Regions from separate parts of the Drosophila melanogaster genome. Here region 2 is linked to region 1. A link is a contact called in public Hi-C data. All regions are on one chromosome and are shown on one strand. The core of a region is the stretch at or near the end of the contact, and the rest is flanking DNA. Distances in the headings are between cores, read along the strand shown. Region 1 holds the start of CG14795. Region 2 holds the start of a6 (a6,).

Region 1 (3,763 bases), core at 811-3,310:
GATCATCTGCAAAATATGAAGTAATGATCGGGTAAGATTTGTAGTGCGCTCCGTTCGATCAACTACTCACCTGGGTTAGTTCCTGCTCGCGGCACTGCAGCACACGATAAACGCGCTTCTTGTCCGTTTGGGGTCGCTGGAAAAAATGACAGAGATTAGCAGGGTAATCACTGCGGAGGGATGGTGTGGCTCACCTGATCCCTGTGCAGGATGCACTCCTTCAGCAGCGCTATCAGCTGCGTCACGTTGTAGAACTCAGCCTCCTCCAGGACGCCTTCCTCTGAGACGCCATCGAGCACAAGCTTGCCGTGGCGCAGGTAATTGAGCACGGGTGCAAAGTATTTGGGGTCTCTGTCGATCAGGTAGGCTCCTGTCTCGTCCTGCAACCGAATTACTGATTAGTATCGAACCAAAGACACTAGAATAACAAGATGCGTAACGGCCATACATTGGTTTGGCCAAAGACACTAGAATAACACACACATAATGCACACATACAGTTGTCTGCTATCACTTTATGTGTAGAAAAGAGCTGTTCGCTGTAGCGCTCTCAGCTCTCTCACACTCTAACAAAAATTCGAGAGAGCCTGGAGCCACCTCTAGAGCCACGGCGAAAAAATCGTGTGCCAAAAAATCGTATGGCGTTACGCATCTTGTTATTCAAGTGTCTTTGATCGAACTTTCCGGGATGGGTACGCGGGTTGCAAAGCTATTTAAGCTTCAACGGTGATGAGAGGGGTCAGGGGACTGTTTATTTATACAAAAACCGAATGGTCAGAGCGAATGTGCCTGTGTGCCCCTGGCACTGGAATTTCGTGCTGCTTGGGGGGCCACCGAAATATTTGTTTGTCGATTGACCGTGTTCATGTTATAAGTAAGTATTGTCATGATGATTATTTGGTCTGCCCAGTTTCGAGGGGGTTGGCTGACCTTCTGGGCGCAACATTGCAAACTAGCACACTCGGCTGCAGCTGCAGTTAATGTAGGACGCTCTCTCGCGCTCTCTGTGCTTGGCTGCTTGTTTGTTCCTTTTAGTTTCTGGCCCATGGCCCATGGCCCCTAGCCCCCGTCCCTTTGGCCAAATCGGCGGACCCCCGCCGCATGACCTGCATTGTGCACACTTTTCGGATACCTGTGATGTTACTTATGGACTGACTTGTCACTGAATTTACTGGGGAGCTGCAATTAGCGTATATAGGGTACGGAACACTCACCCGATCTGATATCAAGTCGCAGTCCTCCTGAATCAGACGGGAGAGGAACGAATTTGGGTCACGGGAGAGCGTCGTCTTTGTGGTGAGGAAGTAGGTACCGCCTACGTTCAGCTTGACCCACTGGTCGGTGCCCTGTTTTTTCAGCACGTTGGGGCTCTTGCGCGAGTTTATGAACACCGTGCTCATGATGGTGTTGCCGCTGCTGCGGTTCGGGTGCTCCGCTGGGTTGGTGCTCCTTTGCTGCTCGTGCTCCCACTCCTGTCCTACTCCTGCTCCTGCTCCTACTCTTATTGTCCGCGCGATTCCCTTGCTTGCTGGCGACGACAGCCTCAGCTCATGCTTTTCTTCTTCGCTTGCGTCTTTGTTGCGTTGCTGCGCCTTGTGGCCTGGCCTTCGACTGCGTCTTGCTCTTGCACTCTTGCACTCTGTCGCTGCCTCTGTTCGCTGGGGGTACTCCACTTGGGCACGCTGACTACGCCGATTTCGCTGTTTTTCGACTTTTTTTAGTTAACTTGGACTAATTAATTAATTCATTAATAAACAAGACCGTTATCGATAGCATGCGTCTGCCGATGTCTGATCTCATCGGGCGTGCGGTACTTCGATAACGAACTCCTTATTTCACGTGTCTATCGGGCTCTTTCTGACGTTTGCTGTCGAAATATTAAACCGCGGTGTGTGTCCTAGCTAGATCGGTGGATACCACCGCTAGGTCGGTTTCTATGCTTGCTAAAAATAATTTGTGCATGGACTATCGATGAATCGCTGGAAATGTGCGATACTTTCAGTTGCCGCCCATGGTGAGTTTCTCAAATTTAAATTTAAACTTTTGCTTGGCCAAGAGACCAGTTTGTGTGTGGCTTTTGGACCATCATCATCACTATGACCGATCTTCTGCCGCGATTGCTGGTTCTGGTGCTGGTCTGCGCCAGCGTCTCCGCCTCTCCGATGCTGTACAAGCTGAATCCTGAAGAGAAGTACGAGGCAGGTGGGTGCTCGATGAGATGAGTTGGTTATCTTGCCACCAACTATTATTTCACCCTTTTTCGGCAGACCTGGTGCCCGTCTCCTCCACCGTGATTCCGCTGACAGTGCTGGAGGTGAGCTATGGGGCAGGCGGGAAGCCCAGCGAGGAGTACAAAGCGGCCTACCTCCGCAAGCTGCGTAAACAGGTGCTCCAGCGAACAGAGAAGGGCGAGGGCGTGGGCGAGGACAGCGAGGATGTCCTGATCACAGGTGGGTTCCCTCCAGTTATGCACTCGATCCTCCACTGATTTATATCCAATCGCAGTGAAGACGCAGAAACTGGAGAAGGCCAAAGTCAAGGCCGTCCCAGCCACACAGGCGGATTGAAGTGTAGCAACTTGGCGCTGGTTTTCGTGCTGATGTCATGGCGAACTTGGCATAAAAAACAACTAACCGAATCGCCGCAAATCTTGTTTTGACTTGGGCCTAATTGGGCGCGTGTGGGCGTGTTGGATGACGCATCTCCGTTGCGGCACACGTATGTACATAGGCGCAAAGAGGCGAAACCTAATACGGAGTTGCAGAGTTGACAGGAAGCTGCTTGGAGCGGAAGGAAGTCTGCTGTCAACGAAATCGAATCAAATATAATGAGCTTGGGCGAGGATGCTCCCTATTCGATTGGGATAACGATGATAACGATGTTGAGATAGCCTCCACAGCTGCTAGGGGACATTAGAAGTGGTCTTGAGTAATTTCTCCCTTGGTCAAAGGCTGAAAAATCTGGGCAGCACAAAAGAAAGCGAGGCATTAGGAAGGAGGCCAAAGGAGGCGATGGGGATGTCTGCTGGCGTGTGCGTGCTGTCGAGGGCAGTTAGTCAATTCCTCCGCCCGCTGCGCTCCACTGCCCTTCTCCTTTGCCTCTTTAGGGCTCAGGTGAGACCTTCCTGCTAGGCTGACTGTCCAAACAGAAGCTGACAAGCACATCGGACTGCTCTCTTTCTTGCTGCTATCTTTGAGCCCGTCCTGCTTTGTGCAGAGCCGTCAATGTAGCTGTCATGGGCAAGTCATAAGTTGCATGGCCACTGAGGAACGTGTCACCACCGGGAGACATCAACCGTGCACCCACCTGCACATGCACACCCACCAACCTGCGCAGTGAACCCTACTGGCCCAGAGCGCCGTGGCTGATTAAGCGGACAGAAATGCTGATGGCAGCCAACTATTTTCGCTATTTGTGCACTTGCCTCCGGCACGTACTTAATTTGAATACAAAGCACGGGGTAGTGGGTGTTTTGCGGGTCGGGGGGGATTGAAGTCTGTCATGTTTGTGGCAAGTGTATGCGGATTTAACCGGAGCACTACCCCCGGGGCAGTCAAGGAAAGAGAAAGCAAGGAAAGGGAAAACGGAGGCAGAGCTGAAGAAGTGTAAACTACACGTAAATGATGTTGTCACTATTCCGCCCTCCATCCGCCCACTTCACTTGGCTCGGCTCTTCAAACTGATTTCTGTCGTCGATATTACCGGTGTTGCCGCTGGTGGTAGTGATTGCCGTTCGATCTACACATTTTATGCTCCACTTACC
Region 2 (3,763 bases), core at 684-3,183, 180 kb before region 1:
ATAAGGATGAGGATGAGCCTGAGCATCCTGGAGCAAGCGGAGAGGAGTGGCGCGGAGAGGAGGTCTAAAGCAAAACAACTGCGGCAGACGATGGCGAAAACAAAAAGACAATGCCAACTTGACTCGACTCGACGCAACTCAACTCAACACCTGAGGAAGGCAAACACTTGAAGACGCGAAGCGGGAACCCCATTTTCCGCCATCAGGACGATGAGCACCGGGATGAGCAGCGAGGACGTGCATTCATTCAAATCGACTCAGTGCCCCTTGCGCCTGGCCTCTTGCTCGTCCAACTCCTCGCAAGGAATTCATTTTAATGCACAGGCGGGCCAGGCTGGTCGTCCCAGCCAGGAAACGATTGCAGGCAGACACGGATGGGCCACGGGGTGGGGTCGGATGTTGGATGTCGGATGTAGGATGTCGGATTCAAAGCCACCAGGGAGAGTCGCTTAAGGGTGCGTGTGGTGCGCCAAGATGTGGGTGCTGCTGCTCCTGCTCCTGCTCCTGCTCCGCACTCCGCGGCCTTAAACGGCCAAAGTGCAATCCAGAAACACAACACAAACAGTCAAAGGAGCTGCAGCTGGCGCAGCCAGGACTACGGAGGTCCTGTGCTGCCAGCCAAACGCAAAGCACCGGCTACAGTCGAGTCGAGCCAAGTCAAGACCGAGTCTATAATTTTTGTTGTGGTTCCTGTCTATTGTCTATTGTCTCTCGCCGCCCTTCTCCCTTTATCCCCCAGTAAACTGGTATCCTTCGCCAAGGGCAGACACATCTCCGTCTCCAGCTCCAACGCCTTTGCTCCTTGGCTCCTGGCTGCTCCGCGAGCTGGGGAAATGAGCCATTCGCGTGAATTACTGAAATCGGATCTTGCCCGCCCCGCTCCCCAGCGGACCGTACTTGACTCATGGCTGTTGCACACCCTTAAAGCTTAAAGCCAGATGTAAATGAGTGCCCAACAATGTACAATCCGATCCGCCGATTTGTTCATACAGCTAGTCAACATAACTTTGATCTTAAGCTATATGTATACCCAGATATATGAATATTTGGAAATATGAGATCAAGACTGTAGATCAAGTTGTGGAGTGGAGTATCGAGTATCAGTAATATGTTTCCAATGGTACTACTCTAGGCCCCTACGCCTGAACGTTGATTACTTTTATTTATCAGATTGCTAGCTTTTCGCTTGTCTCTAGAGAAATGGGTGAAAGGGCATACATAAGGCTACTTATTAACAAAAAAATTTCTTATTTTTGTACTAAATGCCTTCTAACAGTTATTTTCATTTTGAAATATCCCACCCAAAACTAGTGCTCCACTTCTGATCGCAAGACTCCGCTTGTAAGGCCTTATGTTCCTTTCAACCCTGTAGTAATTTGAACGGAAGTTTTGGGGCTTCACGATTTTTGTGGTTAATTTCCAGGCATCCTAAGTCTGCGAAAATTAATCGAAGGCATGAAAAGCCCAAGGGCGGTTGCTATATCTACATCCGCATCCGGAGGCGACGATCTGCCAACTGACTCCAGCTGGAGTCGGTGTCTTCCCTATCGTTCCGGTCCTCGTACGGATGTGGAGTGAAAGCTCTCCCAGATGTGAGTGAAAGCTTCTGAAAACAGAGCGCCGGCGCCGATTGAGTGCTTCTCAAAATTGTGGGTGGTGCCAAAATTAGCTTGAGTGCTTTGTCTTGAGATAAGAGTGTTTTACTTAATAGGAATTTTATCGGGGCTACCTGGTGTCCAAGTCGCTGGATTTGCTGGTGATCCAAAGCACTTGTATCCTTCTGTCCTTTGCTTCGAAGCTTCATTATTTTCTCTAGCTGATTTTAAATAGCGCGCCCAAGTGGCGAATGCATTATCGATAACTACCGACAGATACTGTTTGGCCAGTCGACGTGCACGGTTGCACGCAGCGTGGACTATCGAGAGAAGCGTTATCGATGTGTGGTCGCTTATCGATGCAGTTTTATAAACAGAACTCTAAAGTACAACAAAAGCACAAATTAAGCAGCTGCCGCGCGAAAAAACAACCATCTCGGCCCCGCTCGCATCTCGGCATGTCCAGCGGCGGGAGGCGCAGCGCCTAGTCCCGCGCCTCCGCTCCTCTCAAGGAAATCCCCCTGCGCCGCCACGCAATTATGCAAGTTGCAGCAGTGGATCTAACTGTACTCGCCGCCAGTGGAACAGCAAGAGGAGGAGGAGGAGGAGCCCCACGGGCCCGAGCCCATGACCCTTGACAACCCGTGGCAGGCACCGCCACCGCTAGAAGACGAGTCCACACACTCGGTAAATAGGTGCCCACCAGTGGCCGACCAGGCGTCACAGACTAACTCTTCTCCTGCCGCCTATAGACATGAACCAGAAACATTCCGAACCATTCTACATATCGCCCCGGCTGTTCGACAACCGTCGTCTCAAGCGGCGCCGCTGTCGGTGGATGGAACGCCTGCTTGAGCACCAGCGGATCTGCATGGCCCGGATGCGCGACCAAGTGGCTCTCGCCTCCAAGACTGACCGGCAGCTGTCCCATCTGCAGCGGCGCCATGTCGCCTCCACTTTGCAGCCGGACGTGACCATCGACCTGCTGTCGGATGACGATGAGACCCCATCGGCCGGACAGCCCGCTGCAGCTGGCCACAATCGCCTCCTGATTCCTGCCCCAGGGCACCGAGCACATAGAACGGGCAGAAGGCAGGCGCCGCGCAGAGCTGCCACCCACTCATACCCAGTGACCGACAGCATCCTGATAACCAGCGATGACGAGCACAACGAGCAGGAACCCAGCAGCACGGCAAGAGTGCGCTCCCAGCTCTCCATGCGCTCACCGCCACCGCTCGCACCGCTCACACAGTCGGAGACCATCGAAGAGGTAACTGTTTCGTTGGTGCCGCGCACCTCCACCACTGCCAACTGCCTGACGCGGGTGTCAGGTCACCCCAAGCCGTGTCGAGCGTCGACGGCGGCCAGCAATGGATTCGCCACCGCCGAAGGCGGAGAGGGCGGCAATGAAACGGGCTGTTTTCTGGAGGTGGACGTGGGCGGAGGCATCACAGCCACGCTGCCGGACGAGACGACCGTTCACACGGTCATCGCAAACCGTATTTACGAACTCTCGCTGAGCAAACTACGCGAAGGCCTGGCTTTTAGTGGAGTGCCGGAATACACGAACGACCTGATGCCGGAGCAGCTGCAGAAACTGTCACCGGCATTGCGCGCCAAAGTGGCGCCCTTGGTGGCTCCCTCGCCGCCCACGCCCATCTCCCTAAAACTGTCCAGCGACCTCAGCATATCACTGATCTCAGACGAAGACGATTGCGAAAGCACCGGTCCACATGTCAACGGAGGAGTCGGCACCGAACCGGTGCACCCCGTCGTGGTGGCTGCGGCGGAGGCACACGCTGCCGCCAAGCTGCTCAAGCAGCAGCAGCCACAGCTCTCGGTGGTGCAGCATCTGCAGTACGTCGGCGGCGGACTCGCAGCTCCAGTGGCTCTTGCCCTTCCGGTGATGGCAGCAAATCCGACCTCGTCTGCTTCCGTTGTTGCCTTGCCGCTGCAGCTGCCGCGGCGCCGAAAACTGGGATGAGCTGGATGACTGATGACCGATGACCCGCCAGAACCGAGTCCCCATCGCCATAATATCATTCCCCGAGCCGGAAGCACGGCATAGACTTTAACTAGCAGTGGCTAGAAGTGCAAATATGAACGTAGGTTTAGCGACAACACATCACTATTTCCCAGTTATCCTTGAATCCAGGACTAGTCCTTGT

The links. A called contact is a pair of places that touch in the nucleus more often than the background predicts.
Region 2: a Hi-C map of the Kc167 cell line shows a contact between it and region 1, with 1.9 times the contacts expected there. The contact joins the promoter of a6 here to the promoter of CG14795 in region 1. A contact is called at or near these places in 16 of 107 Hi-C or Micro-C datasets (the D17-c3 cell line, the Kc167 cell line, the ML-DmBG3-c2 cell line and 6 more) and 2 of 6 datasets of contacts at active chromatin or transcription factors (both in the Kc167 cell line).

Annotation. Positions count from the first base shown.
Region 1 is chrX:1,511,100-1,514,862 of dm6, reverse strand. It overlaps CG14795, which reads left to right and starts at 2,060. Exons shown (of 3, transcript NM_130569.5): 1 at 2,060-2,202; 2 at 2,268-2,450; 3 at 2,506-2,636. The coding sequence starts at 2,097. The coding sequence ends at 2,567. It overlaps inc (insomniac), which reads right to left. Exons shown (of 7, transcript NM_001297857.1): 2 at 3,763; 3 at 1,215-2,798; 4 at 195-380; 5 at 71-136; 6 at 1-6. The coding sequence starts at 1,400.
Region 2 is chrX:1,694,059-1,697,821 of dm6, reverse strand. a6 (a6,) reads left to right here and starts at 1,933. Exons shown (of 2, transcript NM_057961.5): 1 at 1,933-2,282; 2 at 2,348-3,763. The coding sequence starts at 2,350. The coding sequence ends at 3,579.